Regions from separate parts of the Mus musculus genome. Here all the other regions are linked to region 1. A link is a contact called in public HiCAR-type and promoter capture Hi-C data. All regions are on one chromosome and are shown on one strand. The core of a region is the stretch at or near the end of the contact, and the rest is flanking DNA. Distances in the headings are between cores, read along the strand shown. Region 1 holds the start of Zfp945 (zinc finger protein 945). Region 2 holds the start of Zfp995 (zinc finger protein 995). Region 3 holds the start of Paqr4 (progestin and adipoQ receptor family member IV). Region 4 has its middle 85 kb from the start of Zfp947. Region 5 holds the start of Zfp13 (zinc finger protein 13). Region 6 holds the start of Zfp947 (zinc finger protein 947). Region 7 holds the start of Zfp994 (zinc finger protein 994).

Region 1 (3,609 bases), core at 356-2,855:
AAGTCTATTTCTTAGCTAGACTCTGTAAAGAGACTAGGATAATTCTAGAGTATCTTTTCCCCAGCCTATGCAGGCACATATAGGTGTACACAGAGAATTATAGAGAACAATCAGGAAAACATCTACAAACAAATTGTCCTTTTGGTAGTTTAAAAAAAATATCTGGGAGGATGCTAAACGGGCTATTTCTCTCTTCCTTCCTTCCTTCCTTCCTTCCTTCCTTCCTTCCTTCCTTCCTTCTTTCCTTCCTTCCTTCCTTTCCTTAAAGGACAAAAATTCCGTATGAAAATTCAGTGATAATGCAGAAAGATGAGGCTGTCAAATATGCAGAAAATAAGCAATGTATATGGGCACAATCATAAACAAGTCAGTTACATCATGCCATCTATAGCTCTGGGAATATTAAGGAAGAGGAAGGAGAAAGAAGTAAGGAGAAAAGATGAGATGGCCATAACATGTCATTCTCCAGATTCCATACAACTATTGTAGTCAGTGACTCAGAGCACCTGTATTTACCTGCACTGACCTCACTCAAGACTAACCCTAGCTACAATCAGTCTCCAAAGAGGAGAGGGTCACAGGACCCCACCCTGACTGTGGCAATAAGTCAGTTTTAGGAGAAGGGGAAATCACTGTGCTTAGTTGTGTCTCATCTGCTGAGACCAGCAGGTTCCAAAACATAGTTCCAAAACCAGTGTCTCACAGATGATCCTGATTAATCATGATGGGTCACAAAACAAAATGAATCGAAATGAATATGAGAAAGAGAGAGAGAGAGAGAGTGAGAGAGAGAGAGAGAGAGAAGGAGATTAGTTGGAAGTATGGGCCAGAATTGTAGGGAGTGGGGAATTACAGTGTGCACTACTTATTAAATTCAGTTTGCATATTCTATATTGTCACTACTTCCTTCAGGCATTTGCTATTGTTTTGTTGCCCACAACCATTTTGTTCCTATTTTGAGTTTATTAACATACTTTACAAACTTTGACCTTCTTGAACATGACTCTGGTTTTCAGTTCTGTATATTGGATATTTAAGCTCCTTTCCTTAGGGGATACAGATATGATTAGTGTTTAGAGGCAACAACGTTCAATTTTTGTTTTATTTTGTTTTGGGAAAAGGATCTGAGTGAGCATCAGAATTTACTCCTCTGTGTGTGTGTGTGTGTGTGTGTGTGTGTGTGTGCTGGTATTCCAAGGAGGGGAAGTTAGAATAACATATCTGATGGGATCAGAACCCATGTTGGAGGTCAGATACTGGGTGCATCATCCTATTTGATCCAATTCTGGTCAAGCCTGGCAACAAGTATAGGGGATGATGAGAGCAAAGAGCAAGTCCAGGTCTGGCAGCTGGAGCTGTGTGGCAGGCTGCCCAAAACTGAGTGGGAGGAGCTGTTCCTGATGGGTGGACACCCCTGTCTGAGCAGATGATTTAGGGGGGTGGGGGTGGGGCAAAACAAAACCAGCTGGGAAGTAAAGTAAATTAAAGTAAAACAGGCCTATAGTAAGCGGGTTTAAAGGAATCGCATAACCGGAAGTGGGCTATGTTGGGCGGGTACAGGAGGAGCTTCTCTAAGAAAACAAGCGTGAGTGACAGGAAATTCCACCTTTCCCTGAAGAACTCAGGGAGCCGCACGGTCTGGAAGTGGGGTTGGAAGAACCCGGCCGTGTATTAGGGTACCCGAAAACTTCCTTAAGACTCAGGTGCCTCTGGGAGCATTTTGGAAGCGTCAGCAGCCCGGCAGCGGGAACCTCCCAGGTCAGAGGGGCTGGGGGGCTGGGAAAAGGGTGGGAGCGGAGAAGCAGGGGTGTGTTTTCCTCCGCGGCTCTTAAGGACGCCGCTTTCATAATTCTGCCATGGTTATCTTAGCGTTGTCGGGAAGTTTGAGATCCTATGAACTGGGGGTTTATCGTGATGTTTTCGTTTATCTTATGGTTGCCAGAATATTTTCCGAAAATAATCTCGTAGAGCATTTGCAGAATCTGCAGTTCGCACGCAGAGCTCTCTTTGCTCCAGCAGTTACAAAGCTCCTCGAATTCAAATTCACTCATGCTTTCTTAACACCCCTGTTCCACCATTTCCTATTCAAGAGAGTGGCCATTGGCCCGGAGAATGGGCATCCTCGGAGAGTTTTGCAGATATTAGTCATCTGAAGAACCAGTTGAGATTTGATTGAGTCAGAAAATATACATGACTAAGCACCATAGTTAGAGCTGTGAACTTTAAATATTACTGGGCAAAGCTTTACTCCCCGTTTTGCTTTGGTTTTGGTTTTGGTTTCCATCTTAGATGTGCACACTCTGTGATGTAAATACTGCAGTCAGAAATGTGTCTTTATATGTTGAGTTACAACTGAAAACTGAGGACGTGACTGCTCTAAGGTATGGTTGAGGAGAAAATTTATTGTAAGTTATGTTAATCCTGAGATTTGCCTGAGACAAATCAGTACCACCATTTGGGCAAGTATTATTAAATATTAAATACTGACCAAGCTATGGACTTTGGCCTCATGCTACAGGAGTTTATAAAGACAAACCTGCATACATTCCCATGAGAGTTTGTTACTTTTCCAAGAACTACAACTCCCAGCATTTTAGGAAGTTATTTGGTTCTTGGGTAGGTAGTGCTTACATGTTAATTTTGGGCTTCACAGTATGAGAGAACAGAGGTATCTGGAAGGGTCCAAACTTAACCTGGCCGTGACTTGGGGGGTTGAAAGGGGGAGTTAGGGAATAGGAGGCTCCCAAGAGAGGAAACAGGTGCCAAGGAAACAGTTATCCAAAGATGTCCACTATGATATATTAATAGGCACCTCAGTTAGCCATTTTTCCTAAGCTCCTTTGATATCTAACAAGGCCAGACCAGCATGCATGCTGTGGAAGGGCAATGTCAAGCCACCTTATTGTTATAGATAGAAAACTCACTCTAAATTAAATAAAATTAGAAAGCCCTTTTTGAATAATTATGATTGCTCACTTACATCAGAAACGTGTCTCCTTAGTTCAAGAAAAGCACATGTGGCCAAACTGTTCATTATTTCATGGTCTGTTGATATTGAATTCTGTGACTATGGACTTCTTACCTAGACCCTGCAGTCAGGGCTTTTTTTCAGAGACCTCCTTTTGGAAAAGTGCATCAGTTTGGATTCTGTGAGTCACAGTAGTTTTCTTGGAGTCTTCCTTGGGGTTCCTGGGAAAAGGACTCTTCGGCATATGTGTGAACTGTGTGTGAATGAGTCTCACACCTCATAGAACAGAGTAAAATCCTCAGAGAAAAGAGACATTTTTTCATGTTATTTTCTCTTTCCTTCATGTTTATCCTCTTGGGAGGTGTCAGCATCTTTCATTTTTGTGGCATGAAAAGTTCCAGGTGCTTTCTGAAGACTCTCTTCTCCACATGCAGGTCCCCACTGCTCAGCCAGATCTGCTCACCAGTGAATCAACTAAGAACCCTGGATGGTGAAGAGAGAGGAGACTATAGTAAAGAATCCAGGTATGTTAGAGGAACTGAACAAGGGGTGAGGTGGGCCTTAAGTGACAATAAAAAGAGAATGTGACATTGGTTTTTCCAGATTCTATTTCATTAAGCATTCAGGAAATTTTCATTGAG
Region 2 (3,609 bases), core at 761-3,260, 960 kb after region 1:
AAGGAGAATAAGAAGATACAATTTGGATGGCAAGGAAAGAATTAAAAATACCCTATTTATAATTGATATGATAGTATACATAAGTGACCCAAGAATTTCCACCAAGAAACTTCTATAACTCATAAACACTTTCCCCAAAGTAGCTAAATACAAAATTAATGCACAAAAATCAATAGTCTTCCATTATACAAATGACAAACTGAATAAAAGAAAAAATTCAGGAAAACGACACCTTTCACAATAGCCTCAAAAAATATAAAGTATGTTGGTGTTAACTCTATGCTGTTGAGGTTCTGTGTTTTGCTCATATTGTAATGCTAAATAGTGGCCCAAGGCCTGGTTGCCTCCTAGGGATCAGAGATTCTGCAGAGACTCAAGTGATGTTCTTTATCCTTACCCCCAAAGTGATCACTGATTGGTGAATAAAGATGCCTTCAGCTAATAGTTGGGCAGAAGAGAAATAGGCTTGGTGGGGAGGTGTGTCAGAGAAGAACCCTGGGGAGAAAGAAGGTGGAAGAAGAGGAAGCCACCATGAGCTAAGAGTCTTCGATAATGGCCATGTTGGCTGGCTAATTGGAGTTCAAAGCAACCAAAATAAAACATGGCAAAATATAGTGGGATTAATAGTTGGGAGATAGACATACTAATAGCATAGATGATATATACATTCCTAGTACTAGGGCTGATAAAGGCATATTATGAAGATTGTGTATGTCTTTTACCTTGAAAGTGAATAATCAAAACCTGGGTAGAAACAACAGTTGAGATTATATGTTTTCCACACCACATTGCAAGCAAGTATAAGACATCTATGATAAAAGAATCAAGTTTTTGAAGACAGAAATTAAAGAATATACTAGAATGTGGAAAGATCTCCCAAGCTTGTGGATGAGGAGGATTCACATAGTAAAACTGGCCATCCTACCAAAAGAAAAATATATATTCAATGCATTCCTTACCCAAATACCAGCTTCTGTGTTATAGACCAGAGTGATAAAATGATGTGTCAGACACAAATGCCCTTTCCCTTGAGAATTCAAGTATTATTACGTCCATTTTCCTTACCGTTCTGATTCTGACCACGATTCCCGTCTGCATGGAATTTTAAGTACTATAAACTCACGTCAGAAGGCATTTTATTTTTCCTGGCTATCAAAATTCTGTTGTGCTATCACTGTATTTTTGCTTACATGAACTGGGGCTGACGCTGATGTTTTCATTCATGTTATGGTTGTCAGACTATTTGTAGGAAAATATTTGTGCAAACTATTTGCATTATCTATTTTCTTTGCTATTGTGGCCATGACAAATCTCTTGGAGTTTAACTTTATCAGTGCTTTCCAACTGCCCTGTTGTACACCTTGTTGTTTCCACAGAGTGACCGTTGTCCCTGGAGCTCCCCAGAGAGCTTGCAGAGCACCCTCCCACCATTCTCTGTTCCATCTGTCTTTATCCACATTTTCATCTCAGTGGTCCCTCTTATACTTCATGTATGCTTTGATACATGCTTTGGAAGGAAGCCAAATTTTGGGACTCATTTTTAGTTTTGTGTGTTGGGGTGCAACATAGAAATTGGAATTTATCTCTTAAAGTCTTGTCTCTCTGGCCTCTTCCTCCCTTGTTCCTTCCTCTGCCCTCCATTCCTTTCCACCCTCTCTCCAGGAGGGCAAGGCCAGTCTCCACTTACCTACTCTCTCCTTCTCTCTGTCTTTCTTTGCCTCCATTACTCTCTTAAAGCCCCACCCCATGCCCTAAATAAACTCTACTCTACACAAAAAAAAAAAAAAAAAAAAAAGAATTTAGGGTCTAGGTTATATTTTGCTGTGCGATTGTAGCCTAGGAGGCTAGTGTCCAAAGGTAAGAAGTTAGGCTGCCTCTCTATTATCTGAGGGTTTCAGAACTCACTCTCAGATGTCAAGAGTTCAGCTTCCTATGGAACCAGTTTTTTTCTAGTCTGTCAGCAAGCAGTAGGGAGGTTGTGCAGAGCAGGTCCGCAGGTGGAGCTGTGTGGCAGGAAGCTGATGACTGAGCAGGAGGGAATGGAATCCCCGGGGCAGGGATAAAGGCAAGACCAGGACATTGACCAGAACAGGAAAAAAGCAGTAGTAATTAAGGAGGGGAAAGCTCTTGCTCTCAAACTGATTTGGGGGACCACGTGACCATAACCACGGTTTATTGGGCGGGTCTAGGAGAGCAGCTCCTAAGATCCAGGCCTGAGTGACAGGAACTTCCACCGATCGTCTTTCTACCTTCCGGTTTCCGCATCCTTGCCCTTTCTGGACCCGGAAAAGTCTCCACAGACGCGGTTTTGTGACTGTGGACCTGGGAGAGTCAGCAGCGCAGCGGCGGGCACCGCAGCCCGGCGGCCCCGGAAGGTCCCAGGTCAGAGGAGCTGCGGGGCTGGGAAACGGGAGGGAGCGGAGCAGGGGGATGTTTTCCGCAGCTGCTTTTATGGATGCCGCTCTCACAGTTCTGTTGTAGATATCTTACCACTGACCAGAAGTTTGAGATCCTGTGACCTGGGATTTATCGTGATTTTTTAAAATTTATCTTACAGTTACAGGAATATTCAGTCATAAAATCACTGTTAAACCAGAACACCCTACCCGCCCCAACCCAAGCTCCCTGGGACTAAACCACCAACCAAAGAGTAGACATGCAGGGACCCATGGCTCCAGATGCACTTGTAGCAGAGAATGGCCCTATTGGTCATCACTGGGAGGGGAGCCCCTTGGTCCTGTGCAGGCTCAATGACCCAGGGTAGGGGAATGCTAGGGCGATGAGGTAGAAGTGAGTGTGTAGGTGGGGCAGCACACTCTTAGAGGCAGGGGTAGGGGATAGTGGGTTTGTGGAGGAGAAACTGAGAAAGGGGATAACATTTGAAATGTAAAAATATACCCAATAAAAAAATGGAAAAAAAAAACTTGTAAAAGGGCAGTTGCACCATCTATTTCCTAATGTGCCAATTACAAAGATAGTGGAAAGTGAATTTGTTCTTGCTTTCTTGCTTTGTTTTACTAATTGCTTATTCAAGAGAATGCCTTTGGCCCGGTTAATAGGCATCCCCAGAGAGCTTTGTATATACTATTATATGAGGAACCAGTGCAGATTTATTGAACCAAAAAATATACTTTATCGAGCCCTACTGTTATGGGTGTAAACACTAATATTTACTAAGCAGACATTTTAGTGGCCATGAACTTTTTAATCAGAGTTGTATGCAGTTTAGGATGTAAGTAAAACATTCAGAACTATGTCTTCATATGCTGAGTTCTTATGTTACTCCTTGGGTCCAGGCAAGCCCAATATTGGAGTCTCTTCGACACACTATACATTAAAATAAAGTTTTAGAAAACATCTTTTGAATAATTATGATCACTCCCCTGTATCAGAAAATTGTCTCTTTGGTTGAAGGAAAGCACTCTGCCCTCACATAGGTGGCCAAGCTGTTGTTTTTTACTCTAGGGTTTGTTATCATTCAGTGCTGTGTCAGTGGACTTCTTGTAGGAGAAATGGGAATTCCTAGACCCTGCAAACAGGGCTTTTGGCAGAGATCTCTTTTGGACAGTGCAGCAGTCTGGTTTCTGTGAGTGACAATAATTTTCTTGA
Region 3 (3,609 bases), core at 480-2,979, 870 kb before region 1:
GGCCGTGGGAGAATTGGTTTGCAGGCAGAGCAGGATGTTAGAGGCAGGGCTGGGTATGGGTCCAGCTGACGTCTGCTCCCTCCCTAGGAGCTGTCTGCTGGCTCCAGGAAAAGGGTCTCTGGCCATGGGACCTTCCCGGGGCCCCGGGAGAAGCTGGGCTGTGTGGTACCGCCGGCCCCGAGGGGTGGCCCTGCCCTGTCCCCCAGGGGACTCTCAGGCTGAGGGTCCTGCTGCGGGCTACCGTCCCCTGAGTGCCTCCAGCCAGAGCTCCTTGCGCTCGCTCGTCTCTGCTCTCTGACCCCAGACGTACGTGAGTCCATCACCACTTCTGCCAGCGAGATGGACACCCGAGATATTATGCAGCACCCTACCTCGACCTTGTGCCCCTTTAAAAGCAGCTCGGTCTCTGATCATCTCGGGAAGACCAGAAGATCGGACAGGAAGCATCCAGTGCTATTTGGGAACTTGGCCTGACCCTTGGGGTCCAGATGACTGAAGCCAAAGGACAAAGGGAATCCAACACCCTAATTCATGGACCTTGATGTGATGGGTGGTGTTTGGTTTCAGGGTTCTTTGCGCCTCTTTTGGGGATGGTCCTGGACTGCTGCCCTCGATGAAAGGTTAGGGGCCAACAAAAGTGATCTAAAGCCGGGCGTGGTGGCGCATGCCTTTAGTCCCAGCACTCGGGAGGCAGAGGCAGGAGGATTTCTGGCCAGCCTGGTCTACAAAGTGAGTTCCAGGACAGCCAAGGCTATACAGAGAAACCCTGTCTCAAAAAACAAAACAAAACAAAAACAAAAACAAAACAAAAGTGATCTAAAGACTCAGTATAGACTTAAAATAAAAGGCCTATTTTGGTAGAGGCTTTAGCAAGTTCTTTGCGCGAGGAAGAACCTGTCGATAAGGGTGTGGGCAGGGGGGCTGCAGGTGGGATGCTGGGTGTCCACACTGTGAGCTTTCTTATGAGAGGATGTGGAAGTTGGTCTTGGGTAGTTTTATGAGGAAGAAGCGCCTTCCTTGTCCCTGCCAGAGTAGAAGAGAACCGACCTTGCTTCCCTGGTCTCCTGCCTTTGCCCGTTCCTTGCCTGTACTGGGCAGGGCTAAGGGTGTGCTTTGTGGGCGATAAAAGGGAGTGAATTGGGTGGAACCCAAGCTCGAAGCAGCCTGGCCGGAAGGGCTGGGCCTCGCTAAGGGTTCCAGGTGCACCACACATCTTAGACGCTTGGGTTCCCCGCCAATGGAAATATGCCTCCAAAGTGGGTAAGCGCCTGCGCTGCTCAGGACTCTTCTGGGGGGTGTGGGGGGTGGTGGTGGGGCGCTTAGCCAGCAGCACCTTGGACAGAGTCTGACTGTGGGTTTAGAGCTGGGTAGCCGGGTTATGTGCTTGAGGTAGGTGCCCAAAGGTGCGGCAACCTGAAGGTCATTAAGAAAGCTGGGGTGTGATAATGTTGGTAGACCCAAGGTGCTAGGCCACTCCAGTGGAGGAGCCCGACACAGAAACTCGCGTCGCAAGCCAACAGCCACTCCACGCAAAGAAGGCTGGAACCGCATATGTTAAAAAGAGAAGGCATGGGCGGTCTCGGGGCGGAGCATCTCCGTCCGCAGAGCCCATTGGTCCCTGCAACAAGAACGTCAGGAATCCAGCGCGCGAAACACAGGCAGGGTGGCGGGGGCGAGGAGCCGGGGTGGAGCCTGCTGTCCCCTCCGGCGTCCGGCCGCGCCCGTCCTCCGGGCTGCGGCGAGACGCCTGGCTGCCGTTGCGGCCAACCGGAGCTCTCCCTCCGCCGCTCTGCTACGGTGGAGCTGAATGCACTGAGCTCCGACCTGGGGTTGCCAGCTTTCTCTCCCTTGCGGGGGCGTCGAACTCGCGCGTGCGCAGCGCGTGAGGGAAGGGGGCCGGGACCTCCTTGCTGACCCGGGCAGGGCCACCGGATAGCCGGAGGTGAATCGGGATGAGCTTCCCAGCGCTGCAGCTCCACTGAGAAGGAAGCCCAGGCGCAGAGGGTCGCCGGTCGGCCGCAGTGCGTGAGGCCATGGCATTCCTGACCGGGCCTCGTCTCCTGGACTGGGCTAGCTCGCCGCCGCACCTGCAGTTCAATAAGTTCGTATTAACCGGCTACCGGCCGGCCAGCAGCGGCTCGGGCTGTCTGCGCAGCCTTTTCTACCTACACAACGAGCTGGGCAACATCTACACACACGGTAGGTGAGCCGCGCCCCGATTCACGCTTCTTGCACTCGCGGCCGCCTTGCCTGTGAGCACAGCAGCCCCCCAAGCTCAAGTCCTGGACTGTCCCTGCTCTGGTTGGGTCAGGCGCCGCGGTGACAAAGCTGCCATTGTCCCAAGCTTCGTTGCCAGCTCCTGCTTTCCCAGTAGTGCCCCAAAGCAGGACAGGGGAGCAGAGTGAGAGCCAGCTTAATCCGGCTGAGCTCTAGGGGTAAGAATCCTGGTATCCCCTTGATAATCCTGCGCCTTGGGCACCCTCCCCCTCCAGCGCTCATCCTGGAGATGGGCGTTCACTGGCTAGGAGGAATTGGAGAGAAGACTGCCCCTGCCTGACCCAAGCCCTTCCTCGCGATAGCCTTGAGTCCCCACGACCATAGCAGTACCGTGGGGCTCCGCTTTCCCCCACCCCGCCCCCCAACACACTTCTTGCGGGCCCCTAGAGCTCTGCTGACACAGCCCTGGCCTGTCCTTGAGCCGCCCCAGCTGGGAGAGGGAACTAGAGCCAGCTAGGTTTAGACTTGGGCTTTTCTCTAGAGGAAGAGCGCTATTGTCTAGTCAGACCCCCACCAAGAGTGGGGCTGATGCCTGCATTTGTCCTCTATTAAGGCAATGCCAACTGGTTGTGGGGAAGGGAGGAATGTCCAAGAAAGGCCAGCACTGGAAAGAACAGAGCTGAAAGCGCCCCAGTGGAGACAGGATAGGCTTCTTCCAGTCCTTTCCCCTCATTCTGGCCTTTCCTGGCTTTCTTTATGGAAAACAAAAAGACCCAAAGCCTCCATCTGCCTGGACATTTGACAATGTTAAGTAACCCTGAGGCTGGTATGTCCCTCCTGTCCTAATCAGAACTCAGGCTGAGGTCATGCTTCTCCAGATTTCTGCAGGACGGACAGACAGACAGACAAGACAGACCTGGTCTGGCCTCCTGTGTGGCAGGGAGGAACTGTGGCTTTAGCCAGGAATTGGTCTGCCCTGGTTCATCATCCTCTCTCCTTTGCCTACTCGCTGGGCTCAGCTGGGACAGATTACTCCAAGCTAGTTTTTGCACCTGCAAAGTAGGGCTTATTGTCTCTGCTTCCTAGATCTGCAGTGATCCTGACAGACAGTAACCCTTCTGAAAGTTTGTAGCCCGCAAGACCTGCTCTGTGTGGGCAGGCAGCAGCACTGAACTCTGCCTTGCTCTGACTTTCGTTTGTTTTTCATAGTCAGGCCACTTTAGTTTTTTTATTTTTAAACATACTCATAGTGTATGAGTGGGTGGGCAGGTGTACTTCTGCCCAGGAATGTGGAGGTTAGAAGACAATTTGTGAGAATTGGTTCTCTCCTACCATGTGGAGTTCAGGATCAAGTTAAGGTTGTCAGGCTTAACAGCTTTTACCGACTAAGCT
Region 4 (3,609 bases), core at 428-2,927, 790 kb after region 1:
TGCTGGTGAGCCTACTTTGCTGGACATGTTTGTTTTGCAGCACTAACTAGCATTCAGCATCTGAGGACAGCAGCTGATGACTTGTTTGCCCAGTAGCTTACAAGGCCCTGTTAGCAATTTGAATTCTACACCAGCATGTCCATGACTTTCTTAGACAATGAATGCCGGAAAATGCATCTCCGTTAGTAGAATATGTTGGATTAAGGGTTCTGTTTTAATTCTGTCCTACCCAGCAACCTCTTCCATGTTTTTCATATGCAAAGTGCATTGAAACCAAACACATTGAGTGAAATTCTCACTGTCACACTCACTCCAGTGTGTGTGGGACCTAGGCAGCTCCATGGTTCTGAACAGAGGAGGACGTGGTCATGTGTCTCATAGATTTGTGAAAAGTCCCAACAGTGCCACATAGTACCTCTGGGCAAGACCCTCTCTTAATCACCTTTCCCATCCCTTGTTACATTTTCATCCTATTCATCCCACTCATGTTTCATGTATGTTTTGAAGCAGGTTTTGTATTGGTAGCAAGGCTGTCATGTATCCATAATTACAACTGTGCTGGTATATGACAGTATGGATTTCCATAACCCTTCCTCCAGCTTTTACCACCTTTCACCCCCCCCCCCCCACACACACACATCATTCATTATACTCAGTAGTCTCTCAAATGACAATTTTTTGTTGCAAACTATGTTTGTATGATTTATTAGGCTTTCAAGCAGCACCAGGCTATGGTGTAAGTAGAATCATTTCAAGGCAATTCCAGTATATATATATAATCAGGGATAGGTTCTGTCTTGGGCCTGTGATCTTTCCAGTCATTACCTTTTGGCTGGTTTCTAATACCAGCTATGCATTTCCTTTGTGGCTGACCTCAGACCAAACCAGAAAGTCTTCTCTTACTTAAAAGTTGTCTTGGGACTGTTGTGCTGGTGAGCCTACTTTGCTGGACATGTTTGTTTTGCAGCACTAGCTAGCATTCAGTATCTGAGGACAATAGCTCATGAGTTGTTTGCCCAGTAGCTTACAAGGCCCTGTTAGCAATTTGAATTCTACACCACAATGAGTGGTCTGCTGATTTCTCAGCATATTCTCCAGCAATGTATAAAACCAAGTGATATTTTCTTGTAGTTTTATATAGCTTATTAAGAGTATTATCAGAATGGAGCTTTCTTGTGAAATGTTTATAGTTTTTGAATTGAATAATCATGTTTCCCAAATTATGTAATTTGGGAAAAACTGCATCCTTGTTTTCTCTTCTTCTTCTTCTTTTTTTTTTTTTTTTTTTTTTTTTTTTTTTTGGCATATGAAGAGCAATTTTATTGGCGGGGACATTCACAGACACATTTAAGCATCGTTTGCATACGCATTCATGAATACATACGTATATATGAACGGGGAGGGACTACAGGGATGGCGGTTCCATCTTCGCGGTCACATGCGACCCTCCTCTCTCCCAAAGGCGGCCTTTTCAAGGCCTTCTCCTTGCACCTTGGGGTGTCCGTCCGGCGGGGCGGGGTTGGTGGGGGTCGCAGAGACACCTTGACCACCGCATCCACATCTGTGTGCGTGCGTGCATGCGTTGGCGGCTGTGACCTCGCTCCGTGGCTGTGGGCGGTGGCAGTGACCTCACTCTGCGGCTGCGGTGAACGGTCACAGTTCTGCAGCGGGGAACACCGGCGGGCCTCAAGTCACGCGGCGGCGGCGGGGGGAACCGGGGACCCCGGAAACAGCTGCGGGCCGAGGAAGCCCCGTCTGTGCGCGGCAGAGCCTGTCATGGCAGCAGAGCCCGCCCGCTTCTCCCGTGCAGGGCCCGGGAAGGCTGCGTACGCGGCGGTAGAGGCACAAGGAGGCAGAGGGACCTCAGCAGGGCCATGTGCGGGCGGCGGAGGCCGGGTCCCCCCGCAGGGGAGACGGCGGCGAACCGGGAAAGTCCGCGGAGCTGTGAGCACATCCCTTGTTTTCTTTTTTGGTTCATGGAAAATGTTCTAAGTGTTACTTGCTCTTTGTAAGCACTCATACACTGTTATGAGTTAGTGTGAAGCTATTGCACGTCCTTTTCTTTCTTCTGAATACAGTGGAATGATGGAGACTGTGTTCAAATTATGTAACGATTAGTTAGAATGTTGACTATATCTTGATTATGCTGAGGTATATTCCTTCTGTTCTCATATTCTTCAGTGCTTTCATAGTGAACCCGTGTGACATTTTGCCCCAGACGTTTTATGGATGTGTTGACAGGGTGGTGTGTCTTCCCTCACTGGTTTACATATTTTGTGCTTTGAATTATTTGTGTTGTGGATCTTGAAACAGTCTTACATTGTTGGTATGAAATCAACTCGTTCCCTTTCTGTATCCATTAAAGAGAATCTGCTTGTTAATGTAAATCCTTGCAACTACTCTATAACTTTTTCCTTTGTAATTTGTTTTTGTTCATCTGTTTTTTTAAGTCAAGGTAAAGTCAGCTTTGTGTGATGACTGTCTTAACACCCTCTTTCTTTCATTATTCTGCATATTCTGGAATATCCCCTGTTTAAGATTATTACAGGGTTTCTAAAAGAATTGGAGATTTCATTGCTGAGTCTGTGTAGTCCGCAGACATTGTTAGTGGAGATACTGTGTCAGGACTTGCTCATTGCCTGACCTAGTTTTATGACATAAACGTTGATAGTCACTTTTTTTTCTAGAAAAATCGTCCTTTTCCGCTTTGATTCTCATTAATTTTGTATGACTTTCCACAGCATGCCATCCATCTACTATTTCCCATTGTCACACTAAACTACTTGGGCAGTGGCATAGAAAGAGACCATCCAAGTGGCTGTTAAATGTCTGGAGAAGTATTTGATATGAGAGAAACGTAGGGTCAATATAATACATAAAAAGAGTTACATATATGCTACTATCAACACAACTTTGTGTAGTAATACTATGTCAACATTCAGAATGAGTTCTTATTTTTAGACATATATAATTTGTATGCCTGTGTGTGAATGTATATATGTATAAGTATATATAAGAGGAGACCCATGTCACACATTTTTACTTTCATGTGGAATTACAAGGGTTATCATCATAGGGGAAATCTGTAGCAGCCAGGAACTGTTTCATTTTACAATGGCACTATCATAATGGGTATTATTGCACTGAAAATTATGTTTTCCCGTGGAGCCATGAAGATTAAATAACATATGGAATAAAATATACTCAGGCAAAAGATGATATAGAATGAGTTCTTTATAAATCTGTGTGTACTGTGGAAATGATTCACTTTATCTTCATGCATATCCTCTTATGAGTAGCAGCCCTCAGAGAGTTTCTGTCATACCTACATCTTGATGATTCTGTCTTGACATTGCCTAGAACAGTTCTCAACCTGAGAGTCATGATGCCTTGGGGCATAGACTCTTTCACAGGAGTCACCTAAGGCTACCATAAATGATCTATTTCTGATTGCCTTGGAACTGATATACTCCTTTTATATCAATCTACAGATAGGCCTACCCCATGTACATACATTAATTCATGAGTTCCTTGTACTGTATTAAAAGGTTTCAGCATTAGAAAGGCCTAGAACCACTGGCTTAGAACATTTAGCACATGGACATTCCA
Region 5 (3,609 bases), core at 364-2,863, 720 kb before region 1:
GGGTGACTTTCTTTGAATGAATACTCTTTGAACCCAGGAAGCGGGTGGGTGGAGGAAGGAATCTGTTTTATGATTAGCATACCTTGGAGCATTGAGTTTACTACTCTTTCATGAACTTGTGCAGGGAACTAGGGTTGCTCCTTTTTGTTGTTAAATTTTAAAGACAATTTCTTGCCACGTAGCCCTAGTTTCTGTGAATTATGTAGCCCTCTCTGCCTGGCTTCACTTTTTGTACTCCTCTGCCTCAGCCTCCTGATCACTTCTGAGATTATAGGATCAAACCACTGTTCAGCCACTAGTATTTGCCTTTTGGAATGAAAGATCCAGTCTCAAAAGACTCGATGAGTGATGAGCTGTAGCCAGCAGGCACAGGATGAATTCCTGCAGACCATTCCGCCCCAGGAAGTGTTCTCAGGCTAAGACTCCACCCCTCTCCTAACACTGCTATGACCTGTTCTGGATGGAATGAGAAGCACAGTCACTTTCTTCCCCCTTAGAGCCTTAGTTCCCCAGGTCTGAAGGTAGCATCAGGATCTTGGACAACTGAATCAGCCCCTATTTAAAAGTTATTATATTTTGTTGTATATATGTCTGTGTGGCATGTGGGTGCAAGACACTTGGAATTCAGAAGAGGGTGTCAGATCTGCTAGGAATACCACCACGTGGGTGCTAGAGATTGAACATAAGTCTTCTGGAAGAGCAGCCAATGCTCTAAACCTCTGAGCCATCACTCCACCCCTCCACCCCACTCTCTGTCTTTTAAAAACCATAGTATCTTCAGATCTCTGAGAGTTAGAGGACAGCATGGTCTATATAGTGAGTTCCAGGGAAGCTAGGGCTACATAGCGGAGACAACAAATCCATGATATCTTATCTAGTTCTTCAGAGTTCTGTACAATGTAGTTGAACTATACTCATCCCCCATACCTCCCCCTCTCTCAAATTCACCCTGGGTCAGTCTCCATACGCCTCTATTATCGAGCCTAAATGATTCTTTTAAAATCCAATTCCTCTCCCATCTTGTAGACAGGTAGGCATCAGGGTGGGCTACAGAGAGTCTCATCCTGTTTCCTAAGTGCACTCAGGGATGGAGCACTCTGCCAGTTTGGGAGGGTCCAAAGTGCTCCAGAGGAGTAAAAGACCTTCTGATGTGTGGGTGTGGTGTGCGAGAGAGAATGGCTCTGCTCCTTCCATTCAGCGCAATAATGCTGCTCCGTTATGATGACTACAGTGCTGTCTTTGAGTCACAAAACACCAGAAATTATGTTTTGTTTTTGAGACAGTTTCTCTGTGCTGTCTTGGAACTCGCCCTGTAGCCGAGGCTGGCCTCGAACTCAAGGATTCAAGGATCTGCCTACCTCTGCCACTCGAGTGCTGGGATTAAAGGCATGTGCCACAAGGCTCAGAGCATCTTCCGTTTTTTCTGTTTCGTGTTTATAGATACCGTTGGGTATAGTAAGCGTTGAGAGCCAGCACTGACACTTTCTCCCAAGCCAAAAGCAGGTGCAGCAGAGGCAAGGGACCCCAGGACCGGAACCCTCAAATCTGGGAACTCTGTAAAGCTACAGCTGAGTTGGGGAATGGGATCTGGAAGGAACTTCCTGTTGTCCCTAATCCCAGCCTCCACCGGGCTTCTCCATCCGTTCTGTTCTGGCTGCAGACACTGGTTTCACTCTAGGGAGGGGGTCTCCATTCCCACCTTCACCCCCGGGTCTCCTTTGTTTCCTCCTTGTGTGAAGGGGATGCTAGGGAAGGCACATGGAAATCGGCTCGTGCAGTCAGCTTGCAGAAGGGGGCAGGGTCAAAGGTGGAATGCTGGCAAGCGATAATGAAGGGGCTGGACCCAGGATTGGGAAGATGAGGACACGTACCACCCAGACCACGACCACGATGATCGTTCCCAGGTGGGAAGCTGCAGCTTTGAGAGAACGGCTGACGGTGGCAGCTAATTTGTGGGTTTCAGGCGAAGCTCTGTGTCCGGCTGGGGCACACAGCAGGCATCAACGCACTGGCGCCTCCTTGGCAGGCTCTCCGCAGAAGTTTCTGCACCTCATTGACAAGAAGCCCTGATTCAGCCCTCACTTGCCATCACCTGGCTTCACTGAGATTTAGGGCTCTTGCTTCAGTGACAAAGGGGACAATACCATTCCTTTCCGAGAAACCAGAAAATATCATTCACCGCGGGGCACCGTAGGGGCTGGCAGACTTCGTATGCACTGTGGTCAGGCATGGGGAGTGCTGGACACTTTGGAAGTGTTCCTACGGTAGTGATTACTTTCCTCTTTTCCAGGTTCTTGGCTAAAACCTGGACGGGGCTCGACTAGCAAGGGAAAGAACCATTTGCTGTTTTTCCTGGCTCTGAAGTGGAAGATGTCTGCAGACAGTCAAAGCATCGCGGCTACTGAGAACGAGGAGAAATCCCATGAGGTATCCTGGGATCCTAGCTAGGGAGGGATGCCTTGAACTGTAGGAGAGGGTGTTTTCAAAACCTGTGTCTGGACAAAAGGAAGCATGAGAGTCACTGTGGGAGAAGAGGTGTAATCATGGAAAATAGCTTCCAACTGGTCTTTTCAGTGTAACTGGTTTTGTTCTGTCCAGTAAGGGGCATAGTGCCCACAGAACACAGGAAAGTCCTCTACTGCCCACTTTCTTTCTCTTGGGTTGCACCTCCTCATAGCTTACCTCTCTGTGTCCAAGTTCTAGTTCTGCCTGTTACTAGGTGTGTGCGTGCGTGTGTGTGTGTGTGTGTGTGTGTGTGTGTGTGTGTGTAATCGCCATCTTTGTGGGTCCAGGCTTGGACTCCCGGTCTTGGAGCTAGAGGATTCTGACTCAGCCTCAGGCCTGGTGTGTTACCTTGGGCAGCCCTGCTCTGTGGGAACTACTTGTGCTGTGTGTAAAGTTGACTCACTCCCACTTGTCTTACTAGGTCACTGGTAGGCTCGAAGGAGATAATGAGTGTGTGAGTCGTCTGTAAGCAGTTTGTGAGCCTGTAACTGATGACTCCTGTGGTCCATGAAGCGAGAACACCCAGAACTACCAGACCAAGTCAGCGGGACTGGGATCCTCCCACCTAGTTCTGTTGGTGTTATAACTATTAATAAATATACACTGGTACAAGTACTGCTGCTTTTATGGTGTAGACACTTAAAGAATTGTTACCAGTATCCAGTGTCCCTTCCTCTGATACCCAGTGAGCCTTGTGTATCTGCATTCTCTGCTGATGTCATACCCTGTCAGCTGCACACTGGTGGAGCAACAGTTGTAATTGCTTGCATTGCTCTTTGTTTATCTAGAACTTTCTGGAGTAGACAACTGTCTCTCATTCAACCTTCTAACTGTTTTATGCAGGCGATAGAGCAGCTGAGTCCAGACCAGCAGTCAGTCCCAGGCAGGGAGGGGAAGGCCAACTGGCTCCATCATGGTTTCTAGGTGGGAACTCATCAGGCGTTCACCCCCCAGTGTAAGGGAGGCTTTAGAGCTTGGTGGTTCAGGCCCTTCTTGTATCTTCCAGCCTGGGTGTGTTGGCTTCTTGTGACTGCCTGGGAAGTTCCCATTAACGGAGAGGCTTAGGCACCTGGGTTTAGTCTCTCATAGCTGTACAAGGCCTGC
Region 6 (3,609 bases), core at 586-3,085, 700 kb after region 1:
CTGATTGGTGAATAAAGATGCCTACAGCTAAGAGATGGGCAGAAGAGAAATAGGCTTGGTGGGGAGGTGTGTCAGAGAAGAACCCTGGGGAGAAAGAAAGTGGAAGAAGAGGAAGCCACCATGGGCTAAGAGTCTTAGATAATGGCCATGTTGGCTGGCCAATTGGAGTTTAAAGCAGCCAAGATAAAACATGGCAAAATATAGTGGAATTAATATTTGGGATATAGATATATTAATAGCATAGACCATAGATACGTTCCTAGTTCTAGCACTCATAAAAGCATATTATAAAGATTGTGTATGTCTTTTACCTTGGAAGTGAATAATCAAAATCTGGGTAGAAACAACAGTTGAGATTATATATTTTCCACAACACATTACAAGCAAGTGTAAGACTTCTATGATAAAAGATTCAAGTTTTTTTTTAAGAAAGAAATTGAAGAATATACTAGAATGTGGAAAGATCTCCCATGCTTGTTGATGAGGAGGATTCACATAGTAAAACTGGCCATCCTACCAAAAGAAATCTATATATTCAATGCATTCCTTACCCAAATACCAGGTTCTGTGTTATAGACCAGAGTGATAAAATGATGTGTCAGACACAAATGCCCTTTCCCTTGAGAATTCAAGTATTATTACGTCCATTTTCCTTACCGTTCTAACCCTGACCATGAATCCTGTCTGCATGGAATTTTAAGTACTATAAACTCACATCAGAAGGCATTTTATTTTTCCTGGCTATCAAAATTCTGTTGTAGTATCACTATATTTTTTCTTACATGAACTGGGGCTGATGCTGATGTTTTCATTCATGTTATGATTGTCAGACTATTTATAGGAAAATATTTGTGCAAACTATTTGCATTATCTATTTTCTTTGCTATTGTGGCCATTTCAAATCTCTTGGAGTTTAACTTTATCAGTGCTTTCCAACTGCCCTGTTGTACAGCTTTTGTTTCTACAGAGTGACCTTTGTCCCTGGAGCTCCCCAGAGAGCTTGCAGAGCACCCTCCCATCATTCTCTGTCCCATCCGTTTTTATCCACATTTTCATCTCAGTGGTCCCTCTTATACTTCATGTATGCTTTGATACATGCTTTGGAAGGAAGCCAAACTTTGTGAGTCATTTTTAGTATTGTGTGTTGGGGTGCAACATAAGAAATTGGAATTTATCTCTTAAACTCTTGTCTCCCTTGCCTCTACCTCCCTAGTGCCTCCCCCTGCCCTCCATTCCTTTCCACCCTCTCTCCAGGAGGGCATGGCCAGCCTCCACTTACCTACTCTCTCCTTCTGTCTTTCTCTGCCTCTACTACTCTCTTAACTCCCATCCCCATGCCTTAAATAAACTCTTTTGTATACTTGAAAGAAAGAAAGAAAGAAAGAAAGAAAGAAAGAAAGAAAGAAAGGAATTTAGGGTCTTGGTTATATTTTGCTGTGCGATTGTAGCCGAGGAGGCTAGTGTCCCAAGCTAAGAAGTTAGGCTGCCTGTTTATTATCTGAGGGTTTCAGAACTCACTCTCAGATGTCAGAGTGCAGCATCATTCAGAACCAGTTTTTCCTAGTCTGTCAGCAAGCAGCAGGGAGGTTGTGCAGAGCAGGTCCACAGGTGGAGCTGTGTGGCAGGAAGCTGATGACTGAGCGGGAGGGAATGGAACCCCCAGGGCAGGGATAAAGGCAAGAGCAGGACCTTGACCAGAACAGGAAAAAAGCAGTAGTAATTAAGGAGGGGAAAGCTCTTGCTCTCAAACTATTTTGGGAAACCACGTGACCATAACCACGGTTTATTGGGCGGGTCTAGGAGAGCAGCTCCTAAGATCCAGTCCTGGGTGACAGGAACTTCCACCGATTGTCTTTCTACCTTCCGGTTTCTGCATTCTAGCTCTCTCTGGACCCGGAAAAGTCTCCTCCGAAGCATTTTCTTGGCTGCGGACCTGGGAGAGTCAGCAGTTCAGCTGCCAGCACTGCAGCTCGGCGGCCCCGGAAGGTCCCAGGTCAGAGGAGCTGCGGGGCTGGGAAACGGGAGGGAGCAGAGCAGGGGGGAGTTTTCCGCAGCTGCTCTTAAGGACGCCACTCTCACAGTTCTGTTGTAGATGTCTCACCACTGATTAGAAGTTTGAGATCCTGTGACCTGGGATTTATCGTGATTCTTTAAAAATGTATTTTACAATTACTGGAATATTCAGTCATAAAATCACTGGTAAACCAGAACACCCTCCCCGCCCCAACCTAAGCTCCCTGGGACAAAACCACCAACCAAAGAGTAGACATGCAGGGACCCATGGCTCCAGCTGCACACTTAGCAGGAAATGGCCTTATTGGTCATCACTGGGAGGGGAGCCCCTTGGTCCTGTGCAGGCTCAATGACCCAGGGTAGGGGAATGCTAGGGCGCTGAGGTAGAAGTGGGTGGGTAGGTGGGGGAGCACACTCATAGAGGCAGGGGGAGGGGATAGTGGGTTTGTGGAAAGGGGATAACATTTGAAATGTAAAAAAAATAACCAATAAAAACATGAAGAAAAAAAAAACCTTGTAAAAGAGCGGTTGCATTATCTATTTCCTAATGAGCCAATTACAAAGATAGTGGAAAGTAAATTTGTTCTTGCTTTCTTGCCTTGTTTTACTAATTGCTTATTCAAGAGAATGCCTTTGGCCCGGTTAATAGGCATCCCCAGAGAGCTTTGTATATAATATTATATGAGGAATAGTGCAGATTTATTGAACCAAAAATTATACTTTATCGAGCCCTACTGTTATGGGTGTAAACACTAATATTTACTAAGCAAACTTTTTAGTGGCCATGAACTTTTTAATCAGAATTGTATGCAGTTTAGGATGTAAGTAAAACATTCAGAAATATGTCTTCATATGCTGAGTTCTTATGTTACTCCTTGGGTCCAAGCAAGCCCAATATTGCAGATCTTAGACCAGACTATTGATTAAAAATAAAGTTTTAGAAAACATCTTTTTACTGAAGGGGTCTGCAACCCTATAGGTAGAACAACAATATGAACTAACCAGTACCCACAGAGCTCATATCTCTAGCTGCATATGTAGCAGAAGATGGCCTAGTCGGCCATCACTGGGAAGAGAGGCCTCTTGGTATTGCAAACTTTATATGCCCCAATACAGGGGAATGCCAGGGCCAAGAAGCCGGAATGGGTGGGTAGGGGAGCAGGGCAGAGGGAGGGTATAGGGAACTTTCGGGATATCATTTGAAATGTAGATAAAGAAAATATCTAATAAGAAAGAAAGAAAGAAAGAAAGAAAGAAAGAAAGAAAGAAAGAAAGAAAGAAAGAAAACAAGAACTGGATTTTTCATAAGAAAAGGGAATTCATTAGCTCAGATTTGGGGAGAAAAATGTTAAAACAGCATGGCACTATAATGTGCACTGTTATAATATGCACTCTAGCAAATGGCACCATTGCAAGGGTCATGTGAATTAAAGAGAGCTCATGTGAAAAGACAGAACTCTAAGGATGGGGATATCACAATCAGATACTCAGAAAGCTAGCACAGGCTACAATGAGAGCTGCATAGTTCTTTCTAATGGCCACTGATCAATGATATGTCATTAATTCTATGTCTTCAAAGTCTCAAGTCTCTTCGGG
Region 7 (3,609 bases), core at 684-3,183, 640 kb after region 1:
ATTCTGCAGGTACTCAAGTGATACACTTCATCCTTGCCCCCAAAGTGATCACTGATTGGTGAATAAAGATGCCTACAGCTAAGAGATGGGCAGAAGAGAAAGAGACTTGGTGGGGAGGTGTGTCAGAGAAGAACCCTGGGGAGAAAGAAGGTGGAAGTAGAGGAAGCCACCATGGGCTAAGAGTCTTAGAACAATGGCCATGTTGACTGGCCAATTGGAGTTCAAAGCAGCCCTGATGAAACATGGCAAAATATAGTGGGATTAATAGTTGGGAAATAGACACAGTAATAGCACAGATGATATATACATTCCTAGTTCTAGCACTGATAAAGGCATATTATGAAGATTGTGTATGTCTTTTACCTTGGAAGTGAATGATCAAAACCTGGGTAGAAACAACAGTTGAGATTATATGTTTTCCACAACACATTGCAAACAATTGTAAGACTTCTATGATAAAAGGTTCAAGTTTTTGAAGACAGAAATTAAAGAATATACTAGACTGTGGAAAGATCTCCCATGCTTGTGGATGAGGAGGCTTCACATAGTAAAATTGGCCATCCTACCAACAGAAATCTATATATTCAATGCATTCCTTACCCAAGTACCAGATTCTGAGCTACAGACCAGAGTGATAAAATGAATGCCCTTTCCCGTGAGAATTCAAGTATTACCATGTCCATTTTCCTTACCATTCTGATCCCGAATCCATGAATCCCATCTGCATGGAATTTTAAGTAGTATAAACTCAGATCAGAAGGCATTTTATTTTTCCTGGCTATCAAAATTCTGTTGTACTATCACTGTATTTTTGCTTACAGGAACTGGGGCTGACGCTGGTGTTTTCATTCATGTTATGATTGTCAGACAATTTATAGGAAAATATTTGTGCAAACTATTTGCATTATCTATTTTCTTTGCTATTGTGGCCATGACAAATATCTTGGAGTTTAACTTTATCAGTGCTTTCCACTACCCTGTTATACAGCTTTTGTTTCTACAGAGTGACCTTTGTCCCTGGAGCTCCCCAGAGAGCTTGCAGAGCACCCTCCCATCATTCTCTGTCCCATCTGTCTTTATCCACATTTTCATCTCAGTGGTCCCTCTTATACTTCATGTATGCTTTGATACATGGTTTGGAAGGAAGCCAAACTTTGTGAGTCATTTTTAGTATTGTGTGTTGGGGTGCAACATAAGAAATTGGAATTTATCTCTTAAACTCTTGTCTCCCTTGCCTCTACCTCCCTAGTGCCTCTCCCTGCCCTCCATTCCTTTCCACCCTCTTTCCAGGAGGGCATGGCCAGCCTCCACTTACCTACTCTCTCCTTCTGTCTTTCTCTGCCTCTACTACTCTCTTAACTCCCATCCGCATGCCCTAAATAAACTCTATTCTATACTTTAAAAAAAAAAAGAAAAGGAATTTAACGCCTAGGTTATATTTTGCTGTGCGATTGTAGCCGAGGAGGCTAGCGTCCCAAGCTAAGAAGTTGGGCTGCCTATTTATTATCTGAGGGTTTCAGAACTACCTCTCAGATGTCAGAGTGCAGCATCATACAGAACCAGTTTTTCCTAGTCTGTCAGCAAGCAGCAGGGAGGTTGTGCAGAGCAGGTCCACAGGTGGAGCTGTGAGGCAGGAAGCCAATGACTGAGTGGGAGGGAATGGAATCCCCGGGGCAGGGATAAAGGCAAGACCAGGACATTGACCAGACAGGAAAAAAAGTATTAAAAATTAAGGTTGAGAAAGCGCTTGCTCACAAAGTGTTTGGGGGAACCACGTGACCCTAAGTATGGTTTATTGGGCGGGTCTAGGAGAACAGCTCCTAAGATCCAGGCCGGAGTGACAGGAACTTCCACCAATCAACTTTCTACCTTTCGGTTTCTGCGTCCTAGCTGTCTCTGGACCCGGAAAAGTCTCCTCAGAAGCATTTCCGTGGCGGAGGGCCTGGGGAGGCGGCAGTCGGCAGTGCAACTGTTGGCACAGCAGCCCGGCGGCCCCGAAAGGTCCCAGGTTAGAGGCGCTGCGGGGCTGGGAAACGGGAGGGAGCGGAGCAGCGGGGTGTTTTCCTCAGCTGCTCTTAAGGACGCCGCTCTCACAGTTCTGTCATTGGTTTCTTACCACTGACCGGAAGTTTCAGATCCTGTGACCTGGGATTTATCGTGATTCTTTAAAAATGTATTTTACAATTACTGGAATATTCAGTCATAAAATCACTGGTAAACCAGAACACCCTCCCCGCCCCAACCTAAGCTCCCTGGGACTAAACCACCAACCAAAGAGTAGACATGCAGGGACCCATGGCTCCAGCTGCACACTTAGCAGGAAATGGCCTTATTGGTCATCACTGGGAGGGGGAGCCCCTTGGTCCTGTAGAGGCTCAATGACCCAGGGTAGGGGAATGCTAGGGCGCTGAGGTAGAAGTGAGTGGGTAGGTGGGGGAGCACACTCATAGAGGCAGGGGGATAGTGGGTTTGTGGAGGAGAAACTTGGAAAGGGGATAATATTTGAAATGTAAAAAAAAAAAAAAAAAAAAAAAAAAAAAAAAAACCAATAAAAACACGAAGAAAAAAAAACTTGTTATAGAGCGGTTGCATTATCTATTTCCTAATATGACAATTACAAAGATAGTGGAAAGTAAATTTGTTCTTGCTTTCTTGCCTTGTTTTACTAATTGCTTGTTCAAGAGAATGCCTTTGGCCCGGTTAATAGGCATCCACAGAGAGCTTTGCATATAATATTATATGAGGAAACAGTGCCCATTTATTGAACCAAAAATATAGTTTATCGAGCCCTACTGTTATGGGTGTAAACACTAATATTTACTAAGCAGACTTTTTAGTGGCCATGAACTTTTTAATCAGAATTGTATGCAGTTTAGGATGTAAGTAAAACATTCAGAAATATGTCTTCATATGCTGAGTTCTTATGTTACTCCTTGGGTCCAGGCAAGCCCAATATTGCAGTCTCTTAAACCAGACTATAGATTAAAATAAAGTTTTAGAAAACATCTTTTGAATAATTATGATCACTTCCCTGTATCAGAAAATTGTCTCTTTGGTTGAAGGAAAGCACTTTGCCCTCACATAGGTGGCCAAGCTGTTGTTTTTTACTTTAGGGTTTGTTATCATTCAGTGCTGTGTCTGTGGACTTCTAGTAGGAGAAATGGGAATTCCTAGACCCTGCAGACAGGGCTTTTGGCAGAGATCTCTTTTGGACAGTGCAGCAGTCTGGTTTCTGTTAATGACAATAGTTTTCCTGAAGTCTCCCTAGCTCTTCCTCAGAGTTCAAGGGAGAATGACTGTTCATGTGTCTGAGCCTACATGCTTAGAGGAAAAGAGACATTTTTATTTCTGATATTTTCTCTCTCCTTCATGTTTATCCTTTTTTAGGCATCCTTTATTTTTGTTCCATGAAAAGTTCTGGGTGCTTTCTGAAGACTCTTTCCCTTGTGCAGGTATCACACTCATCAGGTAGTTCAGCTCACCTGTGAAACTGAGAACCCTGGATGGTGAAGAGAGGAAACTAGCAAAGGATCCAGGTATGTTAGAGAGAATGAAGAAGGGATGGGGAGGGGCTCAAGTCCCAGTACAAAGAGGACATGAGATTTGTTT

Evidence for each region. Promoter capture Hi-C pulls out the DNA fragments that hold promoters and counts their contacts. HiCAR-type assays count read pairs that join an accessible place to other places. Capture Hi-C pulls out chosen DNA fragments and counts their contacts.
Region 2: a contact with region 1 is called in a HiCAR-type map of astrocytes, with 5 times the contacts expected there. The contact joins the promoter of Zfp995 here to the promoter of Zfp945 in region 1. A contact is called at or near these places in 2 of 39 promoter capture datasets (hippocampal neurons and liver), 1 of 115 datasets of contacts at active chromatin or transcription factors (astrocytes) and 1 of 9 other capture datasets (adipose tissue).
Region 3: a promoter capture Hi-C map of cranial neural crest shows a contact between it and region 1. The contact joins the promoter of Paqr4 here to the promoter of Zfp945 in region 1. A contact is called at or near these places in 3 of 39 promoter capture datasets (cranial neural crest, liver and stem cell-derived epiblast-like cells).
Region 4: a promoter capture Hi-C map of liver shows a contact between it and region 1, with 4 times the contacts expected there. The contact joins the enhancer-like site here to the promoter of Zfp945 in region 1. A contact is called at or near these places in 3 of 39 promoter capture datasets (the 3T3-L1 cell line, hippocampal neurons and liver), 2 of 115 datasets of contacts at active chromatin or transcription factors (astrocytes and embryonic stem cells) and 1 of 9 other capture datasets (adipose tissue).
Region 5: a contact with region 1 is called in a promoter capture Hi-C map of cranial neural crest. The contact joins the promoter of Zfp13 here to the promoter of Zfp945 in region 1. A contact is called at or near these places in 11 of 39 promoter capture datasets (the 3T3-L1 cell line, 3T3-L1-derived adipocytes, the HPC-7 cell line and 6 more) and 6 of 115 datasets of contacts at active chromatin or transcription factors (the 230-238 cell line, the NIH/3T3 cell line, astrocytes and 3 more).
Region 6: a promoter capture Hi-C map of hippocampal neurons shows a contact between it and region 1, with 4 times the contacts expected there. The contact joins the promoter of Zfp947 here to the promoter of Zfp945 in region 1. A contact is called at or near these places in 5 of 39 promoter capture datasets (the 3T3-L1 cell line, the C10 cell line, embryonic stem cells and 2 more) and 1 of 115 datasets of contacts at active chromatin or transcription factors (embryonic stem cells).
Region 7: a contact with region 1 is called in a promoter capture Hi-C map of adipose tissue. The contact joins the promoter of Zfp994 here to the promoter of Zfp945 in region 1. A contact is called at or near these places in 1 of 39 promoter capture datasets (hippocampal neurons), 1 of 115 datasets of contacts at active chromatin or transcription factors (astrocytes) and 1 of 9 other capture datasets (adipose tissue).

The regions. Positions count from the first base shown.
Region 1 is chr17:22,865,130-22,868,738 of GRCm38.p6, reverse strand. It overlaps Zfp945 (zinc finger protein 945), which reads left to right and starts at 1,605. Exons shown (of 5, transcript NM_001110254.1): 1 at 1,605-1,758; 2 at 3,403-3,492. The coding sequence starts at 3,456.
Region 2 is chr17:21,908,327-21,911,935 of GRCm38.p6, reverse strand. It overlaps Zfp995 (zinc finger protein 995), which reads left to right and starts at 2,010. Exons shown (of 5, transcript NM_001256493.1): 1 at 2,010-2,382.
Region 3 is chr17:23,738,450-23,742,058 of GRCm38.p6, reverse strand. Paqr4 (progestin and adipoQ receptor family member IV) reads left to right here and starts at 1,729. Exons shown (of 3, transcript NM_023824.3): 1 at 1,729-2,199. The coding sequence starts at 2,034. Kremen2 (kringle containing transmembrane protein 2) reads left to right here. Exons shown (of 10, transcript NM_028416.2): 10 at 88-860. The coding sequence ends at 298.
Region 4 is chr17:22,079,344-22,082,952 of GRCm38.p6, reverse strand. No RefSeq gene overlaps it. Among named protein-coding and RNA genes, the nearest start is that of Zfp947, 85 kb to the left of the region's middle. Within about 2 kb of position 1,677, at least 148 of the 459 cell types and tissues checked have an H3K27ac peak or open chromatin away from gene starts, as enhancers often do. A contact at or near this core is called in embryonic stem cells, hippocampal neurons and liver, where this site is marked.
Region 5 is chr17:23,584,256-23,587,864 of GRCm38.p6, reverse strand. Zfp13 (zinc finger protein 13) reads left to right here and starts at 1,613. Exons shown (of 6, transcript NM_001356268.1): 1 at 1,613-1,904; 2 at 2,291-2,427. The coding sequence starts at 2,371.
Region 6 is chr17:22,164,203-22,167,811 of GRCm38.p6, reverse strand. It overlaps Zfp947 (zinc finger protein 947), which reads left to right and starts at 1,835. Exons shown (of 5, transcript NM_177596.3): 1 at 1,835-1,993.
Region 7 is chr17:22,223,938-22,227,546 of GRCm38.p6, reverse strand. It overlaps Zfp994 (zinc finger protein 994), which reads left to right and starts at 1,933. Exons shown (of 5, transcript NM_001205095.1): 1 at 1,933-2,008; 2 at 3,453-3,536.